Regions from separate parts of the Mus musculus genome. Here all the other regions are linked to region 1. A link is a contact called in public Hi-C data. All regions are on one chromosome and are shown on one strand. Each heading gives the region's core, a stretch centred on a gene start, on an enhancer-like site or on the middle of the called end of the contact. The rest is flanking DNA. Distances are from core to core; before and after follow the strand shown. Region 1 has its middle 110 kb from the start of Lnx1. Region 2 holds the start of Chic2 (cysteine-rich hydrophobic domain 2). Region 3 overlaps Lnx1 (ligand of numb-protein X 1).

Region 1 (2,990 bases), core at 364-2,863:
GTAAACCAAAATTTCTAGAACTTTCTTTGAAGAGCATCTCTTCCCTCTTCAAAGCATATTCTCTCCAGTGAAGATGCCTGGCTAGAGATGGAGAGATAATCCAATAGACGTCAGTTCTGAGGCTCCTAGAAGAGCCCTGGTAATAAGGAGTTTCCCTGCCATGGATACAGCTGTCTCTAGGGGTTATGGGAGCCAGAAACTTTCAGGGTTCAGTTTATACAAAGTGCCTGCCTAAGAGTCAACTCTGTTTTGAGAAAGCAGAGCCAAGAGAAGGGAGAAGGGATCAAACACCTAACTCTTAATAGTCCAACCATACCTAGGATCCAAAAACCCTTTGCAACTGGTAGTCGTTCAGCCCAATAGCACCACCAACCCAGTCAAATTTCCAGAAGTATGGCACTTTACGGTAACAAAGACTGCACTACAGAAACGTCTGTGGATTCAGTATCCTGAGAGTTATGGCTGCTATTTGAGCATGTTGGGTCAGCTGGAACTAGTCAAGAGCCAGACCGCTGTTTCATAGACCTCAACATACAGGCTGCTTAAACACGCTGTGCATTTCTCTGCTGTGGAGAAGTCTGCTAAGCCATCTAGGACCTTGACTGTGGCTTAAGCAGAATCTTGCCCTCTTTTTTTTTGTTTTTTGTTTTTTTTGTTTGTTTTACTTCATCATCTGCAGAGTGCATGTGTCTCATGCCAGGTGGGAAGGGGGCACCAATGCTCCTAAGATGCTACTGGTATGCAAGAAGAGCCTATAAAAGAGAGGCTATAAAGGTTTTCTTTCCCTCCCTCCCTCCTTCTCTTCCTTCCCTCCTCCCCCTTTTCTTCCCTCCCTCCTTCCCTCCCTCCTTCTCTTCCTTCCCTCCTCCCCCTTTTCTTCCCTCCCTCCTTCCCTCCCTCCTTCTCTCCCTTCCCTTCCCCTCCCCTTTCCTTCCCTCCCTTCCTCTCTTCCTTCCCTCCCTTCCTCTTTTCCTTCCCTTCCTGCCTTTCTCCCCTCCCTTCACTCATCCTTTCCTTCTGCATAGTCACCCATGCTACCTGCTATCAATGGTGTGATGTTGACAGTCAGAGATGTAACACTGAAAAAGTTGGCACAGTTTTCTCCCTCCCTAAGTTTATCTTTCTTAGAGTGCTATTTCTTATTTTTAAACCGCCAGAGACCTAACTGTAGAAGGTGCCTGCTCCCAGTGATATTGTAATGCTAGTTGGGTTCAGAAGGCACCCCTACCTCCACCCCCCATCTCCCACCCCCACACCCAGAGAGAGGTTCAGCCTCTTGCATTGCAGAACAAAGAAATAAACAGGCACATGACTGCAAAGGAAGCAGGGACAATTTGTCAAGATGAACGGCCCTGGCAAGCAGCAGAAGATGGTTAAGTACAGACGGGTGAAACTTAGCAGCTCAGAGGCCCTGCCAAGTGCTGGGAGCTTAGTTCCCTTTGCGCAAGCTTTGCAGAATTTGCAGTGCCTCTACCTCCTCTTTCTTCTGTGTTCTATCTGTTTCGTGAAGTTCTACAGGTACCTGTGAGTCACATGCCTCATTAGCATCCTAAAGCTCCACCCCCGGGGGTGTGTTTTGTCATCCTAATGAGCCAGATTATTCACTATGCTCCTCCACTCCTCCAGAGTGGCTCTGTACCTTTGGCAGTGGCACTGGCTTTAGTTGGCTGCCCCTGCTGAGAGTTTTCAAACCTTTTCTTTGCCAACTTGTTTTGAATATGCTAATTTTGTAGGGTTTGGCATAGGGCCTTTTGACCTTTGTTCTTCTGTCCTCTCTCCTGCAGGGTGGACTCTGGATCACCCTCTTGGTAAGGCTGGGAAGTCGGGCCACCCCTAACTTCTAGGAGCCAGTGGATTCCAGTTTTCTGGGCCCAGGCCTACTGAACTAGGAGGGTCTGCCCCTGCCCTCAGTTACATTTTCAGAGACATTATTGATATTCATTTCAATTGTTTTCATCACATGTATAGTGCAAATCTTTGCCCTCCTTGTTGTTAAAGCCTCTGTCTCCTCCCAAAGGGATTTAAGAATAAAGTGCATTTGTCTATAGAATGACAGCAATGCCTAGTTCATGGGCGTGTTGTAAAAACTAAATGGGATGATGCCAGTAAATTTGGGAGATGGAGGGCGGGGAGAGAATCTAAGAGAATCTATCTCTAGATAGATAGATAGATAGATAGATAGATAGATAGATAGATAGATAGACAGATAGATATGTAGATGGATAGATATGTAGATATATAGATTGATACATTGATATACAGATAGATACATAAATATTGTAGATAGATAGATAGATATGTAGATAGATGGAGACAAGATATGCTACTGAGAGTGTGAAAGAGAGACTCAAGCAGAGACAGCTTTACAGAAATGTGAGCATATTTGTGCACACTAAAATAATTGAATTTAACATTAGGGAGTTGAAGAAGTTGTTGTCTTTTTGTTCAATGCTCTTTAACACAAAAGATGTTATTTCCTTAAAACTCCCTCTTGGGGGAAAAAGGTTAAGAAAAGAAGTCATGAAAAATGTGAAAAGGTTGGAGTCATTATTTTTTTAGGAACGTGTTTCAATTTTCCACCGTATTGAATGACTTGAGTTCTGAATGATGAGAAAAATTTCCAACTTGTGCTTCTCTGTCTATTTCTCACCTCCCAAGTTTGCTAATTTTGCATATTTACCATGTGTAATGGCCACATGTGGGTGTGGGGAGATTTCTTCCGTAACTCTTTAACATCAACCAGTTCTAGAATTAAATAGACTATGTGCCCATGAGGAATTTCCTCTTGTCCCAGTATATCCATTCTCAGCCGATTAGTCTCACCTTCGTCTCTAACCTGACAGGATGTTGAGTAGGTGGAGGGGGTTGTGGGTGGGGTGAGGGAGGGAGATGAATATAACCAACTACACTGTTTAGAATTCTCAACTAGGAGCTAGAAAGATGGCTCAGTGGTTAAGAGCACTGACTGCTATTCTAGAGGTCCTGAGTTC
Region 2 (2,990 bases), core at 357-2,856, 230 kb before region 1:
ACCTGCTAGGGTTTTATAGATGTGTGCTACCACGCCGCACTTTTGTCTTCCTGTGACAGGTCAAAGACCAAGAGGTTAAAGGACTTGGCCAGGGTCCCATAGGAAATGATAGAGGGCGATTCAAAGTCAGCCTTCAGAACTACCAAGTTAAGCTGCCTCCTGTGTGTATGCTCCATTGGAGCCTTTGACATACCCTCTGACTCCCACCCCCCTAGAGAATTATGGTTGCTTGCCTTAATGACAGAAAAGTTACTGCCAGAGACTGTAACATACATAGTCGCGCGTGCACGCGCACAGACACACACACACACACACACACACACACACACACACACACAGCTGACCACACAGTAGGTTCAGTGTTTATTGAATGAATAAATCTGGGAAAGCATAAGTCTGACGCATCGACTATTTTTCCCTGCCTAGCTCACTGCCCTTTTTTTTTTCCCCAGATCTTTCCAGGATTAAGTTGTCCAGCATTTTCCACTCTCATGTTAACCTTTGTACGTTTTCTGCTTGGACAAAGACCCGTAAACGAACTTGAAGGATGCGAACACTGCGTAGAGAACTGTTTGTGGACACTGGGTCCAGTACAACTCCTCTTTCCTTTCCAGACCAATGAGGAACTCTTGTTACCCCATGGTCCAGTTTGCCGTAGGAGTCCAGTTCTGTTCCTATGTTGTTTGGATGCTTGGCAGACTCTTGATTGTGAAACCAGGTCCAAGGTGATCCATGAGTCCACTGTTCCTCCCTTCCCCCATCCCCTCTTGTGGAGAAAACATTTTTCACTAGAGAGACGAAGCATACAACTGCAACTTCTTAATTGGAACACAGAGAACTTGTCAACTTTGTTAGGTAGTATTGATGGTGAGATTTCTTGTTAACAAACAAACAAACAAACAAACAACCTGGGCTAAAAGGACAGAATATTTGGCTTTGGAGATATTTTGGAAAATCAGGTAGGACAGTAGACAGGAAAGCACTGTTTGCCGGGCAGTGGTGGTGCACGCCTTTAATCCCAACACTTGGGAGGCAGAGGCAGGGGGATTTCTGAATTCGAGGCCAGCCTGGTCTACAGAATGAGTTCCAGGACAGCCAGGGCTACACAGAGAAACCCTGTCTCGAAAAACCAAACCAAACCAAACCAAACCAAACCAAACCAAACCAAACCAAACCAAACCAAACCAAACCAAACCAAACCAAACCAAACCAAACCAAACAACAACAACAAAAAAAAAGAGAATGCACTGCTTTGTTAATCTCAAGTTGGCAAAGTCAACCAACTCTGCTTCGCATCGTGGACTAAAAACGTTTTATTAAACCGGCAGTCAGATTCTCTGGTCCGGCCAGGGGCTTCGCCCGCTGTCGTTGTTTGGGCTACAGATTACTCCAGCCTGGCTCTAGGAGTCGAGTCGGGGTCAGCGCCCCCGATCCTCACAGACGCCGCCTTCCGGGTCGCTGACCCTGGAGCCGGAGGGCGGGGCCGCGCCGGGTGGAAGCGGAGGAAGAGGCCGGCGTCCCGGGAGCGCGCGAGACCGTCCGCGTGAACGCGCCCGCCCGCCCACCCGCGCGCCCGCGCCCACGCCCGCGCCCGCCCGCGCTCCCGGGAAGTCTCGCGATGCGGTAGCCGGCTGCTCCTGCTGCGGGTGGCTCGGGCTGTTGCTGTGGTTGCCGGAGTTGCGGCGGCGACGGCGGCGGCGCTGGCGCGGGCGGCGGCGCTGGCGGGGGTGGCGGCCCCGGCGGATGTTGACATTGTGTTGTTGTTCCTGCCCACGGTAATGGCGGCGGTGGCGGCGGCAACGGCGGCGGCCGGGACCAGGTCTCCTCAGTAGCCGGAGCCCACACTGCCGAGCGCCAGCTCCGCGGCCTCCGCGCCCGCCGCCTCACCAGCCGTTCCCCGCGGCCGCCCCAGAGCCAGGGCCCCGGGCGGGGGGCTCGCCGGCTCGGGATGGCGGATTTCGATGAAATCTACGAGGAGGAGGAGGACGAGGAGCGGGCCCTGGAGGAGCAGCTGCTCAAGTACTCGCCCGACCCGGTGGTGGTCCGCGGCTCCGGTCACGTCACCGTGTAAGGCCCTGCGAGGGCTAGGACGAGGACGGGTGGCGAGGCGCGGGCGGGGTGGGCCCTGGGACCCCTGGGGGTCCTCCTTTTCTTAAACCCCCGTCCCCGGTGACTGGCGCGGGACGGGGGCCTTGGGGGAAGCTCCGGCGATCAGGAAGTGAGAACTTGCTCTGCTTCCATTTGTTTAGGACTCCCAAGTGGGGACAGACACTGCCTCCCCTCCCTCCCACAGCCCCGGAGCAGGCCCCGTGGCCCGCGGGGATGTGTGGGGTCCCAGCCGGGAAGATGGCTCTTTAGGGTCTGCCTGATGGGCCATCGGTACAGGCTAGAGGTGCACACACTCACACACACACACACACACACACACACACATCTTGTGGGATCCATCTTTGTAACACCCCCCACACCCCCGTTATTCTTTGGGACTCTGCCTGACTTACAGCCTATTGACATATGGCTCAGAGGTCAGATCTGAGGTGTTAAGATCCCAGTGGCAGTTGGTAAATGAGATTCACTGTCGTGTGTCTATCACACATAACACGTAGGGGCTTCCCAGTTCCTCAAGAGTAAATTTCTGCAAAACTGATTCGAGTTGCTGTCAATTATGTATGATAGAAGTATACAGGTGGACGGAAAAAAAGAGGAGGATACATCTGTTTACAAGGAATTACAAGTACCGAGTTTCCTGTAATCCGGTCTGTTTTGGGACACGGACCTAGGTTGGCTTCTTTGATAAGGGCCCCTGTAAGGTTTATTAGCAACATCAAAAGTCCCAATATTATTCAAACAATAAGGGATGAAAGCATTCTGAAAGGTCGTGACTAATAAAGGAATGTAGACTTGGGGCAAATAATGAGTTGTCCGGAAGAAGGAAGTTTTGTAACATTTCCCTGATAAAATCCGGAGTTTGTACAACTTAGGGTATTGAT
Region 3 (2,990 bases), core at 209-2,708, 190 kb after region 1:
CCTATTTTTCAGGAGCATATACCAAGACACACAGAAGTCACTCAACTTGTTCCAAATGACGACAGTATTGACCTTTGGGGCCACAAGAGAAAGCTGTCATATCTTAGTGTGCATATATGGTACATGTTTCCCAATATAAGTGGATCTGAAAAGACATTCTGTTCATTTCATATTGAAGCCTTTAGGTTAAATCAACATTTGTTTTCTGAGACAGGCCCTCACGTTGTAGCCTTGGCTAGCCTTAGAACTTACTGTGTAGATCAGGCTGACCTCAAACTTGCCGTGATCCTCCTACGTTTGCCTCTTAAGAGTAGTGGGCGTGCAAGTGTGCAGCAATCTGGTTCGTATGAAACTCTATAGTAAAACAATAACATGGAAAGTCACAACAGCTCTTCACGTACCAGCAAATGCTCTAAAGAGTCGTGTGTGTGTCAAAAGAATGAGAAGTGATAAAGACTGTGTGGTGGCACACGCCTTTAATCCCTGCACTCGGGAGGCAGAGGCAGGTGGATTTCTGAGTTCGAGGCTGGCCTGGTCTACAAAGTGAGTTCCAGGACAGCCAGGGCTATATAGAGAAACCCTGTCTCAAAAAAAAAAAAAAAAAAAAAAAAAAAAAAAAAAGACTGTCAATCCTAGTTCACAGCTAAGGAGAGTGATCCAGAGAGGTTAGGCAAGTAGTCCAAAGTCACACACACAAAACCACACACACACACACACACACACACACACACTGAGAGAGAGAGAGAGAGTGTGTGTGTGTGCAAGCATAGGATTTTAACTTGATGCTTCTGGCTCTTTTAACACCTTCCAAAACTGTCTTTGGGGTTGAAGGTTAAAGTCCCAGGTGTTTTATTTACTGTGCTTTGGAAAATTCATGCACAGCATCTGAGACTCCTGGCTTGGCTCTGCCGCTCCCACCACCACCACCACCACCACTTGCTCACCATGCTCTTTCCTCACGTGCCTGTGTGGCTTCGAATGCCTCCCAGCTACTGGCCAACCTGCATCCTCCATCTCCTTCCCACTGCCAATCTAACTCTTCACTCAGAAACAGGGATTAGAATCCACATGTGTCAGTCAGTGAGGACTGAAGACAAGAGTCCCAATGTCCTAGTTCAATGTACAGAGAATATTCTTAAATCCTACAATCTCTAGACAAAAAATTTTGATCGAATTCTTTCAGGTCCTGTCTAGGACAATTTTGGCAGTTTAAAAACGTTTTTAACCCTTCAAAGCCACAAGGATCTCATTGGTCTGGCTCTAAGGGACATCATTTAAGAGTGTGAGGCTGGGCATGAATGTCTCTTCCTCTGCATCCTAAGTGTCTGAGCTACACAAAAGGAGCCACTTCCCAGTTAGCCTAGGCGTGACTTGTTCTCAGCAGTTGGTGTCCCCTCTAAATACTTCTGTTCCAACTGAACTAGAAAACAGTGCCAGTCAGTGCTTCTGCCAGTTAGTTCTTGATCTCTAGGGCCTGTCCCTGTGGATTTTGACCTGGCTGTGAACATATGATTCCTGGGGAACTATTGAGGCCATAAATGTGCTAACCCTCAGAAGCCTGGTATTCCTCACCGACTCTGAGGCCATATTACTCCACAGCTTCCTTTCTGCACACACACACACATTCATAAAGGACTGTCTGTCACTGTGTAGCCTCAGAGTGACCTAGACAGCTACTCTGTGTCTGCCACAGCCACAAGGAGGGAGCTAAGACGTGACTCCTGGAGAAAGCTGACTCAGGTCAAATACTAAGGTTAGGCAACAGTGGCTCACTCAATCTTTGATCTTCTCTTTAGCACTGAGGTCAGTGATCCAGGTAGATGAGGAACACGTCTTAAGGAGACGGCTGTAAGACCATGACCTTGGCCTCTCCGTGCCTGTCAACCAGGTCTTTTGACTGCTGTGATTGACAGCAGTATCTGCCAGAGGGCTGATGACTACTGGGGCCTGAAAAGCAGAGTCTCAGATCTTCCTAAATGACCTCAGCAGAGGACAGAAGAGCAGATTCTATTTTTGTTCCTGGATAAGAAAGTAATGAAATCACAGTTCACTCCCTGAAGACATCAGTTCATTAGTTCGTTCCTATTCAAGCAGTAAGCATCAGCCGGAGGCTCCAGTGTGTAGAGAGATCTGTGCACAAAACCATGGGACAGCCAGAAAGTGCCGCCTCCACAATGTAATCAGAGTAGTTTAAACATTAATTGAAACAGTCTGTCAAATTAACATCGGGAACAGCCAGGTTAAGACAGCTACATGAGCCTGATAGCAAAGCCAGTTGCCAGATTATGGAGTCCAGATCGTGATATGAGAGATGGACACAGACAGCAGTAATGGAAGGCTGGATGCCATGAGAACAGTCTATAGGAATCGTGTGTTTAGTGACAATGAGGAAAAGAGAGATTGGGATAGAGTTGAATTGGAATTATTTTGTGCATGCCTTGAAGGAAATTCTGGGTTTCAGCCCAGGATGAAAAACATTCCAGTAGAGAATGCTGGCACCAAGGCAGGAAAGTGGTGCCACACACAGGGAACTGTCAACAGTTTAGCTTGGCATTCAGAGTGGCTGGAGATGCCCGTGGAGTAGATGTCTGAAACAAATACTGTTTCTGTCCATTTCAGTCTTCCCAAGGTTGTTTCACCTGATTCCAGATGGTGAAATTACAAGCATCAAAATCAACAGAGCGGATCCCAGCGAAAGCCTCTCCATAAGGCTGGTGGGGGGCAGCGAGACGCCGCTGGTCCACATCATCATCCAGCATATTTATCGCGATGGAGTGATTGCCAGAGATGGACGGCTGCTGCCAGGAGACATCATTCTCAAGGTGCCCATGAGGCGTGAGCTTGTAACCATAGGCTACAAGATTGTGAGCTGTAGGCTGTGCGTGGCACATAATTTAAGTCCTTAAAGGTTGGATGGGTAGGTGGGAAGAGCGATGGATGACTGGCGAGAAGATGGGTGGATAAGTGGGTGCATAGATGAATAAATAAAA

Evidence for each region. A called contact is a pair of places that touch in the nucleus more often than the background predicts.
Region 2: a contact with region 1 is called in a Hi-C map of liver, with 2.6 times the contacts expected there. The contact joins the promoter of Chic2 here to the enhancer-like site in region 1. A contact is called at or near these places in 3 of 39 promoter capture datasets (the 3T3-L1 cell line, the HPC-7 cell line and hippocampal neurons), 4 of 484 Hi-C or Micro-C datasets (liver, uterus and ventricular fibroblasts) and 2 of 115 datasets of contacts at active chromatin or transcription factors (craniofacial prominence and fibro-adipogenic progenitors).
Region 3: a contact with region 1 is called in a Hi-C map of liver, with 2.5 times the contacts expected there. The contact joins two enhancer-like sites. A contact is called at or near these places in 1 of 15 datasets of contacts at CTCF or cohesin (the NIH/3T3 cell line), 2 of 484 Hi-C or Micro-C datasets (embryonic fibroblasts and liver) and 1 of 115 datasets of contacts at active chromatin or transcription factors (embryonic stem cells).

The regions. Positions count from the first base shown.
Region 1 is chr5:74,812,219-74,815,208 of GRCm38.p6, reverse strand. No RefSeq gene overlaps it. Among named protein-coding and RNA genes, the nearest start is that of Lnx1, 110 kb to the right of the region's middle. Within about 2 kb of position 1,613, at least 10 of the 459 cell types and tissues checked have an H3K27ac peak or open chromatin away from gene starts, as enhancers often do. A contact at or near this core is called in liver, where this site is marked.
Region 2 is chr5:75,043,257-75,046,246 of GRCm38.p6, reverse strand. Chic2 (cysteine-rich hydrophobic domain 2) reads left to right here and starts at 1,606. Exons shown (of 6, transcript NM_028850.5): 1 at 1,606-2,067. The coding sequence starts at 1,949.
Region 3 is chr5:74,623,314-74,626,303 of GRCm38.p6, reverse strand. Lnx1 (ligand of numb-protein X 1) reads left to right here. Exons shown (of 11, transcript NM_001159577.1): 5 at 2,620-2,822. Among named protein-coding and RNA genes, the nearest start is that of Gm32304, 23 kb to the left of the region's middle. Within about 2 kb of position 1,458, at least 10 of the 459 cell types and tissues checked have an H3K27ac peak or open chromatin away from gene starts, as enhancers often do. A contact at or near this core is called in liver, where this site is marked.